Linked DNA regions of Rattus norvegicus: all the other regions are linked to region 1. A link is a contact called in public Hi-C data. All regions are on one chromosome and are shown on one strand. Each heading gives the region's core, a stretch centred on a gene start, on an enhancer-like site or on the middle of the called end of the contact. The rest is flanking DNA. Distances are from core to core; before and after follow the strand shown. Region 1 holds the start of Kirrel3 (kirre like nephrin family adhesion molecule 3). Region 2 overlaps Kirrel3 (kirre like nephrin family adhesion molecule 3). Region 3 overlaps Dcps (decapping enzyme, scavenger).

Region 1 (2,700 bases), core at 29-2,528:
ACACTCAGAGTTTGTGTCTTGTGTGCACTCAGCTTCCACTTTGGATCGCAAGCTCCTGGAGGCATGGTCCATTTTACTTCCCCCCACGGCCTGCTTATTCTAGGCATGCCTAAATGTGTATCAAGTAAATAGACCTAGATAAATTCATGTTGATGTCCTGGAGGAAATGGGAGTTTGATTGGAGTGTGGATTTCATGACAGGTAAAAAACTTGCAGGTTCTTAAGAAATTGTTGACTGTGACCTTGGCCTCTCCTTGGCCATCAGACTCACAGCACCTTTTGGAGAAAAGGCATCCTTAGAGTGATGGAGTGCTCATTAGAGGAGAGAGGCTCAAATGCAAAGACAGACTGCTGCCTGTCCTTGTTAGGAGAGACACAGACTGGGATAATAATAATAAATAGGTATGTGTCACAAACCTGCCTGCATTTGCCCTTACTCCTGCATTTTGTTTTCTAGGAGCAGTGCAAGCAAACTAAGATCCAAAGACACAGGGCTGAGCAACTCCACCCTCCCACCCCCACCCCCACCCCGCCCACACACATACACACAAACCACCACCACCATACCACATCACACACACACATACACACACACCACACACACAACACACACACAACACAAAAACCACACACACAACACAAAAACCACACACACACACACACACACACACACACACACACACACCACCACCACCACCACCACCACCACCACCACCACCACCACCACCACCACCACCACCACACCAGGAAAGTCCTTCAAATGCAAAGCTGCTTGTGCCTTATCTCAACTCCCTAGCCTTGGCTACATACATTGGCCAATTCCTTGGTGGGGAAAGATGCACCCCTCTTGGCCTCTCCCTACTGCCTTTTAGCCCAGTTGCCAGTCCCTAGTGCAACAGCAAGGCAGGCACATTTTTATGCATGTGCACGAGTCTAATCATCGGTAACTTCACTCCCGTTTAACAACATTACATCGTGTGAACAAAAAGTCACAGCTTTGCTCGGTGCTCACTATGCGTTCTGGTCAATAATGGTAACAAAAGCAGAATATTCCCCTGTTTAGGGGGAAAGAAGGAAAACACAGCCTTTCTGCAACCCTCCTGTTTTGCAAAGCGTTCCCCTTTCCAAGTGTTTCCTCTTTAATTATGACCTGTTTCCCCTCCCTCTTCCCCCCGCCCCAGCTTCTGTGAAAGGAGCCCTTCTGTCACTCGTCACTCGCTTGCTCGTTCGCCCGCTCGCTAGCTCATTCGCTCGTTGTGGGAGGAGCCCGCCAGAGGAAGCCGTGTGCCTGGGATGCTAAGAGCCAGAGAATGGATCTGCTCCGAGTGGGGACATTGCTGAGGATCCCGGCTTCCCGAGGTGGCTGAAAACAAGCATTTGGTTTCGGCTGCCTGCAGATACCTGGAGTCACAGCGAGACCTAAGCGGACCGGAGGAGGGACAGACCGACTGACAGATAGATGGTCGGCGCGAACCCAGGAGGACCGGCGGCGGAGGCTGAGCACCGCGAGCCCAGCCGCCGCTCTTGAAGAGAAACTAACTGCTCGCCCAAGTTGCCCCGCCGGCTGCCCGTGCGCTGAGGAATGAGACCTTTCCAGCTGGATTTGCTCTTCCTCTGCTTCTTCCTTTTCAGTCAAGGTAGGAACCCGGCACAGCGCGCCAGAGTTGGAGCAAAGTCGGCGGCGGCAGCGACGGAGGGCGCGGGAGGCTGAGGGCTGGGAGGTGGGCAGGCTCGGGAACTCATACTGGCTGCGGGTCTCCGTGCCGGCCCAGTGGCAGTAAGTAGCGTCGCTTCTTTGCGTTTGCAAATGCAACAAAATGGTACTGTAGGTTTCCCTTCAGAAGGAAGGGACTAGCAGAACAAGGGAGGCTGCACTTTCTCGTCTCTCTTGTCCATGTCCAACTCAAACTCTCCTGCATGTAAGTTCTTCATGCACCCGGTATATTAATTAGGTAGCATCCGTGCGGCCAGGCCATTCGGAACTTGTGGGTGCCTGCTCACCTTCATAGCCAGATTGGAAAAGGGGAGCCTGGTGTAGATGGAGATTTCAGCTTCAATAGGGTCTAACTTGCCCGGGTGTGTTTAAAGCCAATGTGCGAGGTCTGCACAGTTGCAGAAAGGGATGCGATTACGGAACGTACTGAAGCGGGTATTTACAGAGACAGGGGAAAAGAAAGCGTGTAAAGAGTTACATTGAATGTCACCCGTTTCCCTGAGCAAGGCTGAATTCTGAATCCTACCAAGCACTGGAATAGGTGTATGAAATGGAATTTCGCCCCTGGTGCTGATTGCTTCTTTTCTGCAGCCTAGCAGGTGGGCTCTCCAGAAAGAACTTTGCTACCTCTGGGCTCCTTGCCACTGAGAGTCATGGGGTTGGTCTTGGTGGAGGGAGAACTAAGTGCCTACTGAGCTAAAGGCATCAACAGTCACCTGTGGAATTGAGACTGAAGGGGGCAAGTAAACCCGTTCCTTCCCACTCTTTTGGAATGCCAATACCACCTCTGCCATCTGAGGCAGCATTTGTGCCTGTCAGCACAGCTCTTAGAAGGACAGGACTGTCAGGAAAATCCACCTCAGAGAAGGTCCATCTGTTGATTAAGTGAGGGGTAAAAGTTTCCAAGAAAGCAGCACATCACCATGGGTGGCTGCCTCTGCAAGCAAACAGTGTGTGTCCCCACGCTTCTATTCTCAGGAGAAGCC
Region 2 (2,700 bases), core at 93-2,592, 520 kb after region 1:
CCAAGAGGATGCCGGGAAGTACGTGTGCCGGGCTGTGGTGCCCCGGGTAGGAGCTGGGGAGAGAGAGGTGACCTTGACTGTCAATGGTAAGGGCCCCACTCTAACACCACAATGGGAGTGGGGAATTCAAAGGAGGGGAGAGTCCCAAGGCATCTTGGTATGAGGTGTTGTCCCCAAAAGGAGGTCACTGAGTCTAGGCATTGTTGCCCCTCACACAGCATTCTGTCTGTCTGTGGAGGTAAAGGCAAACTTGTAAGTTTGTGGATCCTCTCCTTCTTTTCCACACCTTCCAAAGGATCTCAATAGAGGTAATGAATTTTATCCTGGCCAAGAAAATGAGGTCAAAGGTCACAGAATAACCATATTCCTTTATCTACCTTTTGACCCGAGCCCCATGACAAGGCCCACAGAGAGATTAAGGGGACACCTCTCACTTCTCGTGATCATCCACTTCCCATTGCATTTGGACTGCTCAGCCAGAGAGACATATCACTATCCCCAGGGACTGAGCCTACAGGGCCCTCCTGAGGTCACGGGGCATGTCTCGTCATACACAGTGAACATAAACATGGCAGAAAAGTGTGCTCGGAGTGGGAGTTCATTGGCGGCTGTTTGTGAAACACTGCGGGGTGGTAGTGTCAGATCAGACCTGGGTGCTGGGACGAAGGTTGCTATAAAAAAGCTAGAACCAGCCCAGGCCAGACTCAAGAAGTCTGGACAGCAAGTCTGCACACTTGGGCTGTGGTCAGAAATCAGGGTTGCCTGTCTGTAAGCTGGAGAAACGCTAAGGCCTGAACCACACCACCACTGTGCATCACCGAGTGCTGGTGGCTGCCTCAGAGCAAAGTCCTGAGCTTCAGGTCCTGGTGTGAGAGGACTCAGGGTCCTGGCCTGACAGCAGGGTGTGAGGCAAATTCCGGAAATGATCCAAAGTGACTATATCTCAACACAGGGAGCCACCCACAGACAAACTCTCCATTCTCTCTTTCTTTGCAGAAGAAAACCAAGCCCAGCTTGATGTCTCCTTAGCATCCCCGAGCTGTCCCTATTACTCAGCTCCTGCCCTGTAGTTCCTCTCTGGAGAAGGGCGACTGCTGCAGTGAGGTGGTCAATCTCCTCTGTCTACCCAGACTGCAGAACACTCACACATCACCTATCCCAGGCAGAACCCAGACTCCCAAGCCCTCCTGCCTTTCCTGTGTGTCCCCAGGATGCCACCAATAAATTGGCACTGCAGGGCTAAAAATAACAGCATCTGATCGCGCCTCAGTATATCCATGGCAACACAGGCTGCAGCCTTTTCCTGCCGAGCCTGTGTCTGACACTCCGTTCTGCGCGCCAGGACACAGTGAAATCGGCAACCCTCCCCACTGCCTGCTCTGGGGAGGGCGCTGAGGAGCCAAGCTGCCACTGCCTGTTGTCAGCCGTGACCCGCCCTCCCTTCCCAAAGCTAGGGACCTTCAGACACACAGTTGCCTGGAGCTATTAACTAAGCATCCTTGTGTCAAGGGGAAAGGAGGGAGAGGCTGGCATTTTTATCATTGCTTTAAGACATTCAGGTATTTCTTATTGGAAACTTTAAAAGACTTTGGGTGGGGGATCTCTTCCTTTGGTCCGGGGAAATACTACGCATGCTCGCAAGCGCACACTTGTGCACGAACACACCTGAGAAGGACCCACATTCCAGCCTAGGCTCTGGCATCCAGCCAACATGTATTCTGTCCATTTTTTTCCCCTCAGCCTGCGTGGCTTTCCTGGGTCGCTGGGCAGAGAACGTCAGGAGGGAGGAAACTGTCCCTTGCCTATTTTCCGCTAGTCACAGTGAGACTAGGGCCTGGATGAAATGACCCAAAGGGAAGAACCTGCCAGGCACCACTAGGGATGGGACTGTCTATCCTGCCTGCACTTGGAGAATGGGTGGATCGGTGGTGAGGCTGCTAGGTGGGGCCCTGGCATCTAGAACACAGCCATCTCAAAGCCCTCCTCCTGTGAGTGACAGCCAGACCCATGGCCTTGGGAAATGAATTGGCACCACTATAATCTGAGCTGGATCAAAGAGGGTACCAGGAGGAAGGGGGAGATGGCTGCCAATTGCCCATTGGTTCTCCAGGCCTGGTTTCCTTTATCCTAGTTTTTTGTTTTCTTTTCAAGAAGCCCAAAAAATGTATATGTATTTGTTGACAGCTTTTAGAGACCTGTGAATCTCTTCGGATTCCTAGTTCCTGGGAAATGCAAGGAAAAGACTTTTCTATGGTATCATCACTTAGCCCAGCTGCAAAACAAAGCATCATTCGGGTTCCACAGAACGTAGAGCCACTGTGGCTCGGGGCCAGCAGCTTCTTGGAGTGCAGGAACTCTGAGGAGGAAAGGCAGACTCAGCCCACCTCTAAAGCCTTCTGAGGACAAAGCTCTTACCTTGAGGTCTCCCATATCTGTGCACCAGACAGTTATTTCCCATAAGCCATCTCTCCCAATACCTGTTTTCCCCTTGGCTGAGAACCACTCATAGAAATGCAAATCTGTTTTAATTAAGGTGGTTAATAAACAGCAATTATGTTTGCAGCAATTTTTGTTTTGTTCCCAGCATAATTTTGCCTCTTCTCAGGAATCTCTCACTTTTAGCTCTCTTTCCTAAGTCTAAATCCCAACCATCACCCCAGGGACTGGGAACATGTGAGAATATTTTCGTCCCTACCCTCG
Region 3 (2,700 bases), core at 100-2,599, 650 kb after region 1:
CAAAGCAAGCCTAGTTCCCAAGTCCATGCTCCCTCCATTGTGTCACTGGTGTAAAGTAACTCTTTAAGCTACTTCTTGGTGAGCTGAGAATCTGGAGGGAATCAATGAGAGAGGAGACTACATTCTCTCAGATTTGAATAAGAGGAAAACATCACCAGTCACGGAAGAAAGACCAGAAGAAATCAGTCAAACATGATTTATGCTGAGTCCAGGACAGCAGCCAGCTCAGAGAGAAGGGAGGGCTCTCCTAGTCCAGTGATATTATGGGGGAAAAGGCTGAGAAGAACCACAGATCAGCAAAAAACTTTAAAGATATAACTGTGTATTGGACACAGAGGACTAAGGTTACAGGAACCTCACTTTAAGGTACATAGGGTAGGCCATAGCGAGTTGTAATTCGGAAGCTAAGAACAGAGAAGCATAGGGGGTGGCGGGTAGGGGGGCACACAATGCTCTAAGTAGGCCCTGACTAGGATGCCTGGAGCTGAAGAGCTAATGGCCAGAATACTTTGGTAACACTGACACCTTGTGGCTATGGAATGCCTGTCCCACAGAAAAAGGAATCTATGGGCACTTCAGTTATTCTCCTTATACTGCTGAAATACGTTAAAACTGATGTCCGTGCTAATAATTTTGGCAAGTCCTTATAGTAAACATTACTTCTGATGTTTGTGTTTCTGTCAATAAGCCAAGCCACTGGGTAATGGGGCAACCTGACTCTGTAACTGTGAGTTGCTGGACTCCCAGCTGCCTTAACCAAAGGGGCCGTCAGTCAAACAGTGAGGCAACACTGGCCATTTTAAATGTTCCATGCATGACATGAAGAAACCAGACAACAATTACAGCTAACTGTCTGGGTTCCTGATGGGCAGACTCAGCTAGCTTTGGCTATTTCAAATAGTTTAGAACTTTTTTGCTATTACAAGCTTTGCTAAACAATAGAGAAAATCGTTTACCAGCAGGCCAGAGGCCACAGGTCACTTATTCTAGTGACCTAGCAAAAGAAATACTTGTGATTGGCACAAGCACAAACCTTCATTTGCATATGGGCCTGTGATTTACCCATCCCCTCTCTGGCTGTGAGCAGTAATTCAGTTCACTCAAGTAAACCGTCTGACCGACAGCTGCTGAAGGTGCAGTTCCAGCCACAGCCTTTTCAAATAGTTTGCATCTGACTTTTGCAACTTTTGTGGTCTCACCCTCACTTTTTGCAGTGGGCTGTGATTGCCTATCACCAGGTCTATTCAGGCTAGAAAAGGAAGAATTATCCTGATGGGCCTGTAGAGGGACCGTTGTGACTGGTGCAGAAGGAACAATGCCGCCAGGATTCACCGGGACACAAACGTTCATTTGTGTGACTGAGGCACCATCCCCTCTTTGGCTATATAAGGAGGCAGACTAGGAGGCATTCTTCTGCTCACTTAAACCCAACAAATGTCCTCCTATGAGTGGTCTTCTCTTGCCTACTTTTGCTAATTGCGGCAGAGATGGCAGCACAAAGAGAGAAGCAACAGACACAGCAGGGTGGCGGTGGACAGAGTGGTGGAATGGCCATGGCAGGGACGGCTGAACAGTCTACAGGCTGAGCTGCAAAAACGGCACGGCAGTGGGCTGCCTGATGGCGGAAGCAGCAGCCGGACAGTTCAAGAGTGGGCAGAAGAGTGGTGGGAGAACTACTAAGGAGAGAGAAGGGGACTGGAGAGATGACGCAGGATTAACAACACTGGCTGCTCTTCTAGAGGACTGGGGTTTGTTCCCAGCTCCCACATGATCCCTACCTACAGCTATCCATAATTCCAGTTCCAAAGGCACTGTGACCACACATGGTGCACGGGCACACATGCACGCAAACATAGAGAGAAGACAAGAAGGGGCAGAGGATGAAAAGGGATAAAAGACTGATAAGGAGTCAGAGAAGAGACACTACAGGCTCTGATCGCTAGAAGGGTTCCTGGGAACCGTCAACTCATTAAACCCAACGTTATCAGACACGCTAAGACAAAAGCTGCAACACTGGCCAGTATCAAATGCTACTGAATACTGTCTTACGCAAGAGCTCTAACACTCTTTGAGCTAAGTATCTCGATATCTGAGGCCTGAGCAAGGACTGGAACACTGTCTGCATGCCTGCATACCTTGCTGCCTGCTATCTGCATGCCTTGCTGTCTGCTGTCTGCATGCCTTCATGCCTTGCTGCCTGCTGCCTGCTGTCTGCATGTCTGCATGCCTTGCTGCCTGCTGTCTGCATGCCTTGCTGCCTGCTGTCTGCATGCCTGCATGCCTTGCTGCCTGCTGTCTGCATGCCTTGCTGTCTGCTGTCTGCTGTCTGCATGCCTTGCTGCCTGCACGCCTGAATGTCTACTACTACTGCTGTCAAGCACTGGGGGACAGAAAAGCTGCCAAAGACCAGCACATGAAGAGCTTCTCCTCAACTGTCCATGACTTGGTTTCTTTTCTTCCTTTGTGTGGTAAAGGGCATTACACCTAGGGCCTCAGACTTGTGCAAGCACTCTACTCTTAAGCTAAAACCTCAGTGTTCTTTTTATTTTGAGACAGCATCTCATAAGTTGTTCAGGTCAGCCCTGAACCCCCTCTATGGCCCACACAGACCTTAGACTTTGAGCCTTTTGCTTCGGCTTCAGTCCAGGAGCTAGGACTACAGGTCTATCCCAAAGCTGGACTCAACTGAAGTTTCCATCC

What was found. A called contact is a pair of places that touch in the nucleus more often than the background predicts.
Region 2: a contact with region 1 is called in a Hi-C map of prefrontal cortex, with 7 times the contacts expected there. The contact joins the enhancer-like site here to the promoter of Kirrel3 in region 1. A contact is called at or near these places in 9 of 12 Hi-C or Micro-C datasets (the A7r5 cell line, Schwann cells, frontal cortex and 6 more).
Region 3: a Hi-C map of frontal cortex shows a contact between it and region 1, with 3 times the contacts expected there. The contact joins the enhancer-like site here to the promoter of Kirrel3 in region 1. A contact is called at or near these places in 4 of 12 Hi-C or Micro-C datasets (the A7r5 cell line, Schwann cells, frontal cortex and 1 more).

What each region holds. Positions count from the first base shown.
Region 1 is chr8:41,122,495-41,125,194 of GRCr8, forward strand. It overlaps Kirrel3 (kirre like nephrin family adhesion molecule 3), which reads left to right and starts at 1,279. Exons shown (of 16, transcript NM_001048215.1): 1 at 1,279-1,637. The coding sequence starts at 1,583.
Region 2 is chr8:41,645,214-41,647,913 of GRCr8, forward strand. Kirrel3 (kirre like nephrin family adhesion molecule 3) reads left to right here. Exons shown (of 16, transcript NM_001048215.1): 10 at 1-86. Among named protein-coding and RNA genes, the nearest start is that of St3gal4, 76 kb to the right of the region's middle. Within about 2 kb of position 1,343, at least 47 of the 93 cell types and tissues checked have an H3K27ac peak or open chromatin away from gene starts, as enhancers often do. A contact at or near this core is called in prefrontal cortex, where this site is marked.
Region 3 is chr8:41,772,187-41,774,886 of GRCr8, forward strand. The region is part of intron 2 of Dcps (decapping enzyme, scavenger); the gene reads right to left. Among named protein-coding and RNA genes, the nearest start is that of Dcps, 8.7 kb to the right of the region's middle. Within about 2 kb of position 1,350, at least 26 of the 93 cell types and tissues checked have an H3K27ac peak or open chromatin away from gene starts, as enhancers often do.